3 separate regions of the Mus musculus genome follow, and all the other regions are linked to region 1. Evidence: chromatin contacts called from public Hi-C data. All regions are on one chromosome and are shown on one strand. Each heading gives the region's core, a stretch centred on a gene start, on an enhancer-like site or on the middle of the called end of the contact. The rest is flanking DNA. Distances are from core to core; before and after follow the strand shown. Region 1 has its middle 24 kb from the start of Gm30474. Region 2 overlaps Runx1 (runt related transcription factor 1). Region 3 overlaps Runx1 (runt related transcription factor 1).

What was found. Hi-C and Micro-C count contacts between places; a contact is called where the count stands out from the background.
Region 2: a contact with region 1 is called in a Hi-C map of muscle stem cells, with 1.8 times the contacts expected there. The contact joins two enhancer-like sites. A contact is called at or near these places in 1 of 15 datasets of contacts at CTCF or cohesin (the NIH/3T3 cell line), 1 of 484 Hi-C or Micro-C datasets (muscle stem cells) and 1 of 115 datasets of contacts at active chromatin or transcription factors (double positive thymocytes).
Region 3: a contact with region 1 is called in a Hi-C map of muscle stem cells, with 6 times the contacts expected there. The contact joins two enhancer-like sites. A contact is called at or near these places in 2 of 484 Hi-C or Micro-C datasets (bone marrow-derived macrophages and muscle stem cells), 5 of 115 datasets of contacts at active chromatin or transcription factors (acute myeloid leukemia, astrocytes, large pre-B cells and 2 more) and 1 of 9 other capture datasets (bone marrow-derived macrophages).

The regions. Positions count from the first base shown.
Region 1 is chr16:93,105,711-93,109,536 of GRCm38.p6, forward strand. No RefSeq gene overlaps it. Among named protein-coding and RNA genes, the nearest start is that of Gm30474, 24 kb to the right of the region's middle. Within about 2 kb of position 1,826, at least 38 of the 459 cell types and tissues checked have an H3K27ac peak or open chromatin away from gene starts, as enhancers often do. A contact at or near this core is called in muscle stem cells, where this site is marked.
Region 2 is chr16:92,738,487-92,742,025 of GRCm38.p6, forward strand. All of the region lies in intron 2 of Runx1 (runt related transcription factor 1), which reads right to left. Among named protein-coding and RNA genes, the nearest start is that of Gm30281, 22 kb to the right of the region's middle. Within about 2 kb of position 2,030, at least 21 of the 459 cell types and tissues checked have an H3K27ac peak or open chromatin away from gene starts, as enhancers often do. A contact at or near this core is called in muscle stem cells, where this site is marked.
Region 3 is chr16:92,606,983-92,610,975 of GRCm38.p6, forward strand. The region is part of intron 7 of Runx1 (runt related transcription factor 1); the gene reads right to left. Among named protein-coding and RNA genes, the nearest start is that of Gm30224, 13 kb to the left of the region's middle. Within about 2 kb of position 2,704, at least 135 of the 459 cell types and tissues checked have an H3K27ac peak or open chromatin away from gene starts, as enhancers often do. A contact at or near this core is called in muscle stem cells, where this site is marked.

The sequences.
Region 1 (3,826 bases), core at 576-3,075:
CTCCTTGACCAAGGTGATGCAGCCCCACAGGGATATGACTTTATAAATTTCCGAAGGGGGGAGTTCTGTACACTCTTAGGGAAGTTTTGCAAGAATCAAAACTTGAGACTTGCTGGGTCCCTTGGAAGAATGAACATTGCCTCTGGAAGTTGCACTGTCTTCATGTGAGAAGCTAACCTGAGGTCTCCCTCTGTAGCCAGCATCATCAGAACAAATCTTCTCTGAGAGATGACTCTATGGCACCATGAACAACCTCTGCTAGAAATCAGTCTGTCTGTCCATCTCTCCAAGTTCTCCGCCATAATGGAAAATCTTCTGAGAAAGGCATTAGCCTGCTATGCATTTTTGAAGTGGTTATTTCCATTGTTTTTATTTACACGTGTGCATGCACATGTGTGCACCCGTGTCTGTGTGAACAAATCCCATGTGCACACATATGTTTGCAGTACTCAGGAACACCAGAAGATGCTGTTTGATCGCTGGAACTGGAGTTACAGGTGGCTGTGCACCACCTAAAATAGGTGCTGAGAACCAAACCTGGGTCCTCAGTAAGAGCAGCAAGGGCTCTTAGCTACAGAGCCAGCTCTCTAGCTCAGAGTACTTCTAGAAACACATTATAGATGACACTGTTTACGTCATCTATAACATTTTGACATAAAAGTAGACCATTTTTGATCTTATGAGCAGTTCTGAAATGACTTTCACTCTTGTCAGTTATAATTATTTATTTCCTCAGACCAAGTCCTTAAAAGTGAGATTATTTTAGGTCGAATTATATATTTCAAATCTTAAAAAATTCAGATATCCCATTTTCTCTAGCCTTTGAGAACAGTAAAAAAAAAAATGTGTGGATAAGATCAGTGCCTCAACCTACACATAAGCTATTACATTATTTCCTAATTTTTTTCAGGAGCAAAAGGTCCTTCATTGAAGGTCAACCACCTTTCTCATGAGAAAAATGTTCATTTGTTCTAAAGAGGGTTGTGGTGAGGATGGGGCTTCTCAAATTAGGTCTGCCTTCCTTTCTCTCTCTCTCTCTCTCTCTCTCTCTCTCTCTCTCTCTCTCTCTCTCTCTCTCTCTCTCTCTTTCTTCCCCTAAACAGAAAGAAAAAAATTTTTGATGATGTCAAGGGGTGCTAAGCTGAAAGAGTTCAAAGTGCCAAGGGTATTTAGCGGTCTCCCTGCCCCTGCATTCCCAAGCCATGCAATACAAGGAATAGTCTGAGAGCTGGCCGTGCACTTAATCCCACAGGAGCGGCCTTGGCAAGCTCCTCGGGATCGTTCTTGTAATCCTCAGAAGCTCACGGATTCCAGGAAGCCTCCATGCCTTTTGCAACCCAGGCTTGCCTCCCATGAATCTTCCTGACTCAGAGTTTGCAGCATTTGCTAATTTTCATAGAGCGTCACACAAATCCTCTACCACTGTCTACCCCTCAATCATAAAAGTGCCACTCGGATTTACAGCCCCCCCAAAGTCAACAGAGCCTCCCCTTGCAGGCACAGGGGAGAAGGATCTGGAACCACTTGATGGAGTGCACCTCATAACAGCAGGATAACAGCGTGCCACGTTGGTTGCCACAGCTCATCTGGGTTGAGGCTGCCTGGTCAGTGCTTGGATATCTTTGAAACAGAATCACATTCTTCAGGAGGTGGCGACTGTAACACAATAAACAGCAGCTGTTCCCAGGGCTTGGAAATAATACCTCAACATTCGCATAGTGTTTGGTGCCAAGAGTTAGGTCCCGTTATGGTTAAGGCCAACATAGAACTTCTAGGCAAATAAATACATGAGTAACAATGTCCTGTTAGGACTGGAGGGATGACTCGGAGCTTTAGAGCAACTGTTGTTCTTTCAAAGGATGTGAGTCGCCTCCCAATACTTGCATTGGTCGGTTTATAACTGCCCATAACTCCACTGGCATCTGACGCCCTCTTCTGGCCACAAGGGCACCTGCACACACATGCAGCACACACAGACACATAAATTAAAAGTAAATATAAAGGACTGGAGACATGACTCAATGGTTTAAAGCATTAGCAGTTCTTCCAGAGAACTCCAGTTCAATTCCCAGCACCCACCATCTAGAACTTCGTTTTCATTTCAGGGGAGCTGAGCCCCCTCTTCTGGTCTCCCCAGACAATGTACACACATGGTGCATACACACACATTCACACAAAATATTGAAATTAAATGTACATTGCTCCCATCAATTTCTTTACAGTCTTAATTTGTACATATTACCCAGGAATCTCACACACATGGAATTTTCCATTCTTTCCAATCTTTCTAACGAGCACTCCATCTCAGCATAGTCCTAAAAGCTTTCTAAAGACCCTTTTAAAGTAAAAGGCCAGAGCCTGTCTTGTTTATAAGACACCAGGATTCCAAGCTTCCAGAAAGCCCATATAAGTAACCCCAGAAATAGGTAGTGCATTTAATAGAAATCTGAGCTCATCAATTTTACATGATCCTCACACACTGAGTGTGGAATGCTGATGAGGATTTGATGTTGACAGGAGATTCATTTGCAAACACAAGTGGCTGGAGAGATGATTAAATCGGTGAATAGTTTGTCAATATCTATTTCATGTTAGCTCTCACTATCAAGACCAGTAGCTGTGGCTTTGATGACAATAATAAATAATAATTAGGATATGGCGCTGTTCTGGTTGCAAGCATACAACACTTTTTGTTATGGACCTAAAAAGATGTATATTAAGTTATATGTGTACTCCCAACCCTGACAGGCCAGCCTTAACGAACGTTTGAGGGAGTCATGAAATCCATATTGTCTTATGGTCCTTGGTGTGCAGAGATGGCTTCTGTCTTCTAGGATAAAGAGTACAGAAAGCTCGTGTTGTGCACACCTAGGTGACAGGGACAAGATGGGGTAGCTTTAGATCAAATACAACTGCTGGATGTCTGGCTTATTCCTCAATGAGGACTGGCACCAAGCCTGGGAGACAGTGCAGGAAGTCAAGTGTCCGCCTTGACAGCGTGAGGACCCAAGTTCAAGGACCCACGCTTAAAAAGGTGTGTGTGGTGGTGCATGCTTGTAATGCCAGCTCTGGGGAGGCGGTGACAGTTGGGTCCCTGGGGTTTGATGACCAGTTAGGGTGAGATTCTATCTCACAAAACGAGGTGGATGTACCTGAGAAGTGACCACAACCTTCTTGTTGACAAGCGAGGAGGTGAATTGAAGTGAAAGCATCCGAGGGGGCATCCCTGACATCACAGGGCACCGCAGAACATGCTACGTTCTCAGAGAGTCGATTCTCAAGTTCATGGTGCTTGTGCCGCTCACTAATCTCAGGGACCTTCAGTAGGATGGAGGATATTTGAAAGCAGAAATTGGATCTTTTGGGGTTGTGGCCAAGCCCCAACTTCTCCAGTTCTGAGGCATTACAATGCTTGGTGCTTTCCTTAGGATGTCACAGATGCTATTCTGCGGTCTTAGCTACATAAAGAGATAGGGCTTAATTATTTAACATGTCACTCTCAACCATTAAAATAGTGACTAGGCTCTTGCCAGAACAGATTCTATAAAATATCAAAATAAAGTCAATCTTTAAAAAAAGGGGGGGGGAACTATTCAAAAAGTTTGAAAAACTTGTGAGGAACATCAATAGTTCTACCTGCAAGTTTACTCCATGTAAACATTTTTAAGAAGATTCGTGCAGTGTCTAGTGTAGCCCAAGCCGACCTCAGGCTTACTGTATATACCCAAGGCTGATCTCGAGCTCTTGGGCCCCCAGCCTTTACCTATGGGTAGGCTGTTGGGATTGCAGTATGTGCCACCGCTCTGCTGCTGAGGTTTGAACCAAC
Region 2 (3,539 bases), core at 780-3,279, 370 kb before region 1:
GCCATCCAGAACTCTGCCTCTCCGCTGCCTTTTAAACAATGGCCTTCTGTCATTTCCAGAAAATGTTTTAAATTAGTATAAAACTTGGCTAAATTTAGCTTTTATAGAAGAAAGAATAAAACATAATTAACTGTTTAAAGAAGCAAACAGAAACCACATGAAGGCATCAGACTCGCTGGCGAGGAATCTAACAGTAGTGCCTGGTAGCAAACCCATCTCCTGGGCAACAGATGTTCTCACATTTAAATGGAAACAGGGTCGGCTTTCCCTCCCGTGGAAGGCGTTTGTGCTGAGAGGCTGTGGACTCTACAGAGGAGGTGAGCTGTCCAGGTGTGGTGTGCCAGTGCTCCAGTGGGAGGGAGACAGAACTGTCGGGACCCTGGACTGGTCGAAATGTCTCAACGTCACAAGAGATATTGTCAGAGCAAATGCGTTGAGGGTATGTGATGCTTGCTAATGTCTGACAGGTGGGCAGGAGAGTCAGCACTGGATTCTAAAGCCCTCAGATGTCTCAGATTTTAGCGGAGCATAGAATATCTTCAGAATTTTCATAGAAGTGCTTGTCAGTTTAGAAGTTCCACCTTCATCCAGGCTATTTATGGTGTTTTATTGGGGAGAAGGGGGCAGAAGGTAAATTTGATTTAAAGGCTGAAGTGGATTCTCTGTTTCTTCTTCTTCTTTCCTTAAAAAAAAAATCCTGCCTGGAGCAGAGACAAAGGGTCCTATTGTGCCCTGACCTAGGCGTGCGGTGTCTCAGACAGAGGCCTAGCCCAAGGCGCACCGCATCACACACACATGGACCCAATCTTTGTCACCTAATAAAGACTCATTGAATCAAAGGGCAGGTTATCATTTATTCTGTAGGCTGACTAATGCACCATTCTTCCTTTCAAGCAGTCTTTTCTGAAGACTCAAACAATTAGGCTTTATTATTGTTGCTGTTGCTGTTACTGTAATATTTTAAAAACACAAATGGACCTGGTAATGTGCCATTGTAACAGGGTGGCTGTAGGCAAAAAAAAAAAAAAAAAAAAAAAAAAAAAAAAAAAACCCAAACCAAACCAAAATAAAAAAAAAAAAAACACAATAATCTATTGTTGTGCTGAAATTCTCTGTAAATGGTGGTCCCTGGGATGTCTCTGAAAACCCAGCAGTAACTTAATCCATTCATTTCTCTTTTGTTCTCCAGTGTCAATGTTCCGAGCCCTGGGCACACCTGAGAGAGCTTACCTCTCCGCAGTCACTTTAGACTTCAGATCAACCTATCTCATGGAAAGAATCGTTTTCCTCAGTTTAACAAATCTGAAAAATGGGCTCTGTGTGGATTAATTTTTTTTCTTAGTGTCCAGTTTGACCACTGGCTGCTGAGAAGGCCCGAGAACAAACAGAAAGGAGAGTCATGAGCTACTCCCTGGGTGCGGGAAGGAGAAAAGGTCCTGATAACTCGGCCACCCCCTTCCATCTCTCTCTTATTTTTCTGTAGAAAATACCAGCTGGGGGTTTTACTTCCTTTCACAAGAGTTGCACCCAGTTTGGCTCACGGACGCTGCCACAGTCTCAGAGAAATTAGGGGTCAGACTAAGCGCCTCCTTCTTTCCATGCCTTTCCCAAACATCTCAGCTCTGCAGTCATGAGCTGCTGAGGCCTCACACCCTGCAGGCAGCCCGCATTTCAGCTCTACAAGGCTCTGCTCCAGAGACTCACAGTCTCTAAAGTCACGGTTTTGATGAGCAGGATCAATTAGTAAGCCATGAGTCAGAGGCGGTATTCACGCTGAAAAGCTCGTCACGCCAGGACAGATGAGACCGCACGTGTGACTTTATTCTGAAATAGTCTCCCACCAACTGTGTTTCTGAGGGAATAAACCTTGGTCCCTTTCTCATCTCTATCAAAACAGAAAAGTCGGCAAGTCCTCTCTCAGAACTTAATATTTATCTCAACTATTCCTGTTTCTAATTTAGGGCTAAATTAGTTCTCATTAGAAGGAGAAGTTGGAATCAGTTTCTTCCCTCTTGAGCCTGAGTTCTCCTAGCCTGACATCTTGCTGAGGCTCCAGCGAGACCGGCTTTGTTTATCTCCTCTCAATTTTGTCTCTGCTCCGAATTCACTCTCCTTGTCTTTGATTCTTGGAAATGAATGCTTTCCTATACGCGGGCATCCTTCTGACCTGCCAAATACCACATCTGTCAAATGCTGAATAGACCTTGTTTAAACAAGAGGGTGGAAACTCAGCCCTTCATTAAAATCTCTAAAGCAAATGCTACCCTCTTTCCTCTCAACACATTTTTTTTTTTGGTGTGTGCATTCGATATTAGCATTTAATAATAATGTCTCACTACGTCTTGGCCCAAAGTGCCAAATGGAAAGGCTTCCTGATGACAACCCTTAAAGAGACAGCCAGATGATCGCCCCAGGAAGCATGGTGCCGGTTTCACTGCTTATCTGGCCAAACAACGAGACCAAAAGAAGCTGTACATACCCTCCTGGCCAGAGTAATTCTGAGTTCTTTTTGTCTAGATTCGATTCCTCTGAAAACACATTCCATACTCTGAATGCTGTCTTCACCAAAGGTCTACAGGTGGACTGTTTGAGTAGATCAGAACTAACTCATGATCATTTGATGCTTCAGATAAATATGTAAATGGTGACCTATAGTGAGAACCCTAATGGACCTTATGCATTTCTATAAGATCATCACCCAAAGGAATCACTCATTAAATAAGGTAACTCATCATTTAGCTGCGGTCAATGAATACACTTCCCTTCTCTCCAAGCTACGGAGTAGACAAAGCATCTGATGACCCGACTTTATCCTCCTGCCTCAGTTTCCTTCTTGCATGCTCACTCATGGCTTTATCTACGGCCGAATTGGACACCGAATGGCCTCTGTTGGTGAAGATCATCCTGCCTGCTGTGACACATGTGGCAAGGGTACCCCCTTTCATAGCAGGAAACGTGTAAGAGAGGATGTGCCCCACCAAACTGAAGTACAGCTGCCGTGCTGGAGTCGAAAGACATAGAAGGCTCCTGTCCCCATGTCAGGCACCTCAAACCGACAGCAGCTGGGCCCCAGAGTTCAGCCTTGTGCACCAAGGAGTTGAGCTTTATAACAAAGGCACCAAGGATTCTCTGGGCCATAAGAGGGGCTGGCTGGCAGGGTTTATCATCTGCTCAGCAGTGTCTCAGAACACATCTGCAAGAACAACAGCCTTTGGAAGCAGAGCTACACATCACAGGGATGCTAGACCCGAAACAAATTCTACACGGGTGTTTTTTGAAAATTCTGGAACATTTCAAGTTCTATGATCTTTGGATCACTCTGTTTCCAGGTTTTGTTTCTATTGTTTTTTTTTTTTAAAGTCTTCTTCCCAGAGAAGTGCTTTCAGACTAGGCCAGCAGTTGTGCAACTTAACCGAGCTATGCCTCTCTCTTTAATATTTGCTTTTGTTTTGAGTTTAAAGAGAAATCAGCAGCAATGAGAGAGCAATGCTTCAACTTCATTATGTTTTCTGGATTCTTTACAGTGTCAAAAAATAGTG
Region 3 (3,993 bases), core at 1,454-3,953, 500 kb before region 1:
CAAGACTGTTTCCAACCAGGTCACACAAGATTGCACAGAATGACTATGGGTGGGGGATGGGGGTGGCACAGGGAGTGCTCCTACTCAGGACACAGAAGAGTGCCCAGACTGGCCCTGACCATGGAGGAGGGAGCACGGAGAGTGCACCCACCCAACAGACTGGACTGCCCACAGCTCCCTGCCCAGGGAGGAGGGAACCACTGAGAATATTCCTGCCTGAGATGTACACTTACCTAGAAGTCAACAGGACAGATAACTACCCAAGATACTGTCACTTAAGAAGATGAGATTCTATGCAGAGGGCTGCTGCCAGGGAATGGTGGGTGGCGGGGACTATCTAGCAAGAAGTGGGCTTCCCCCAGCATGTTTGACATGACAGATGTCAAACAGTGTGACACAGAGCAATGGCAGATGCATTGCAGGGAGTGGTGGGCGGCATATGGTATGTATCCTGACACGCCGTAGCATATGTACCATATAGGTACCTGTCACACACACTGTAGTGTAAAGTTTCCAATACACATAAATGTTAGATCCCAGGTTGGCAAACTGTAGCTCATTGGCTAAGTCTGGCTGGGGAGAAGTTTTATGTGTTCTAGGAATTAAGAATGAATTTTACCTTTTCAAATGGTTGTAAGACTAAAAATAAAAACACACAAAAATTGTATTTCTACTCTGTTGCGACATAGCTTCAACCTATAGCACAAGTTGGCACCTGTGTGCACTTTCATGGGCGCTAAGTAGCTCCTATTGCTGTTGAGTGACCAGGACAACAGAGTGTCCAAAGCTTAACAACTTCTCTTTGGTCCTTTACTGGGGGAGAAAAAAAAGCCTATCCTCTAATGAAAGCATCAATACTGACTGGTATATTGCTAATATAATCAGTACATTGGCATAACAATATTAATATAACAATATACAATGGCATAACATTAAAATAACTGAGGTCATGCATCCACTGATATGTTGATAGTAGAATATTATATGTTAAGTATGTTATAATAACAATATTATGTCATTGCACTTAGTAGTCAGGTTGGATAATAGAAAACTGTCATTTTTGTAGACTCTGATCCCTTGAAAGTTGGCTAATTTCCTATTATTAGGTGCAGTGCGTGTTGTGGTAGGGACGACGTGAATGTCGGTGATTGACACATCACTTGCCTCTGTCTCTGCCTTCTGACTTGTTCCCATCTATAGTAACCTTAGACATTTGACTTCATGTCTCGTCTTTATCTAAGACCTGAGTCACTGTTTTCTTCTTAAAGGTAATTTTACTTGTGATTATGCTTGTGTGGTTATGAGCCTGTGTGTGTGCAGTGCCCCCAGAGGCTAGAAGTGGGTGCCAACATCCCCCAGAGCAGTGCATGCTCTAAACCACTGAGTCATGGCTCCAGCTGCTGTGTCACTCACTAGCTTCTAACACAAATGGATAGCAAAACTTGTTTTGTCCAGAAATGACAGACTTTCTTTACAAGATTCATTTTGAATTTACAGTTCTACAGACTGCCCTTGCTTCACCGGCTCCCTCTGCACTTGGCACGTGTGCATGCTGCCTTTGAGGCAGACCAGGGGACAGGAGGGACAGGAGGGTTCCCTTGCCAAAAGTGCCACTGCTGGCATCTTTGGGCTGTATTATGTCTAGCGGGTGTTTGGAGACTGATAACTGTTTGGTGGCATCTTCCTTCTTTACCCACAAGATGCCTCTAGTGGCCTCCCTGCCGACCCCCTGCCCGCTACTTTGACATCCAAAAGAATCTCCAGACATTGCGAAATAACTGAGAATGGTTAGGAAGGGATGCACATCCGCCCACCAGCTGCCACAGTGAGTTAGGACGGTGTTTCGGGTAGCTTGTGTCTGTCAGTCAGAGGAGGGCAGGCTGCGACTATACTGTTCGCACCAGCACGGCTCAGCAGCAGCAACAACACAGGGCAGAGGCACGAACTAAGTGTTCAAAATGTTAAATTCTCAAATTCAGGTACAGAGTTGAGCCTGCTAGAGAGAAACTTGAGGGGATCGAAAAGCTTCCTTTGAAAGGAAAGCTACCCGGGTGGATTAATCTTTTTTTTTTTTTGGAAGGCATGGGCTGTGATCAACTTCTTTCTGTTCCAAGCCTATTATTTCAGCACGGAGAGCTCGGGCTTGTGTTCTTGTTTCTCCCTCTCCCCCTCCACCCCCTCTCAATAATCTTTTATTGCTCTAACACGATTTTACAAAAGGAACTCTTGTGTACATTTGGGCTGAATGTGAGAGAAATAGACTCCTCATCAGAGAGGTAATTAGAGTTTATAAGCACAGCCCAAGTCTGCAGCAAATCCCTCTACTAATGAGGAAACCAGGAGTCTGACTTTCAAACAAACACTCCTGTTAATCTTTTCAAAGCAAGTCAGACATGTGGGCAGGCAAAGGCTGTAAACCAACAGTGGCTCTGGTAGGCTGCCCTGGTAGGCTGCCCTCTAGCCTCTCCTCCAGCCAGCAGGCCACACCTCATTCCTCAGGGTTCATCTCTGCGCCCTCACCGGGGACCTCTATGAGCAAACTCTGTGTCACTTGTTTTGCTTACAGAGAGCCATGACATGCTTGAGAGTTAACAGGAAGCTCTACTCCATTTTTTTTTTCCAGTTAGATTTATACAGTCTAGGGAGAAGCCGAGGCAGGAGGGAGAGCATTAGGCACACACACAATCGGCCTGTTGTCATCTGATGCAATACACTGGACACAAACAAGTGACTCTGCCCATTATCCCTCTTGCTTCATTTGTCCTGAGACAAAAAAGGTGAATCCACTGGAAAAAAATGAAGGAGAGGTCACCACGTTTCAGAGCCGTGTCTGAACATGCTCTGCCAGTCTGTCCCAGTTCTTACATGGTAATGTGGTAATGGTACCACGTTACCGGAATCCCGAGTGAGTCCGTGATTTGTCATGGGCATAAGCGCAGGAGTAATGTTACAGTCTCAGCTGCTGGGGGCAGAGTATGTGGAAGATCTGAGATAGTGTGGCGTCTTTCTACGAGAGGTCAGGTTCTCTCTCCCTCCTCCCCTTCTCCTTCCATCCCTCCCTGTCTCGCTTTGTATACGCTCTGTAATAAAAAAGACATGGGCCTTTTAGATATGTTCAAATTCAAGTGCTCTATTCGAATACGTGTTCTCATTTACAGCTATTTTATTTTTAGTTAGGTGCTCGCGCGCATGTGTGTGTGTGTGTGTGTGTGTGTGTGTGTGTGTGTGTGTGTGTGTGCTTGCAGACACTGGAGGAAGGAGAGAGATGCCCTCGAGTTGGAGTTATGGGCAGCTGTGAGCGGGCTAATGTGGGGGGCCTGGGAAGAGCAACAAAGGTTCCTAACCACTGAGCTACCTCACCAGCTCCCCGTGTTTTCATTTTTAAATCCTGTCTAACCTCTTTCCTTACACATCAGCAGTCACACAGAATTTATACATCACCCAACTACGGCTCCTCTATTCTTTTGGCTAGTCCGGTGCACGCCGCCCCCACCCACTCAATTCAGGTGACAACTGCCCCCTCTCCCATTCATGGGGAGACTTTAAAAGTAGGAAGTGTGAGGATTAGAAGGTTCAGCCACTTTCACTGGCAGTGTCTCTCCCTCTATGGTGCTAAGTCTCTACCTTGACAGAGCGCAGAGTCTTGGCTCTAAAGCTTGATGTGGATGAAAGAGGTCCCACCCCAGGCCCCTCCCACTGCCCCCAAAGGATTAAACAACCTGAGCAGATAATGACCGCCTTAAAAGGCTCTCCTGCGTGACTCAGATTAGTATGCGCTGTCTGTCGCCCAGGTTGGCAGCTAGACATTAATTAACCAAAAGAAAAGGAAGAGGGTAAAATAAAGGAAGAAGAGAAATGAGGAGGAAAGATAAACCTTCACGTGGCAGCTCCTTTCAGACAAGGTGTGGAGTCTGTCTGTCTGCAAGGGACAGAGACAGACAGGGCCCGTCTGCTGAGAACGCATGTGTGTGTGCTGAGCAGCTAGGCAGGTCG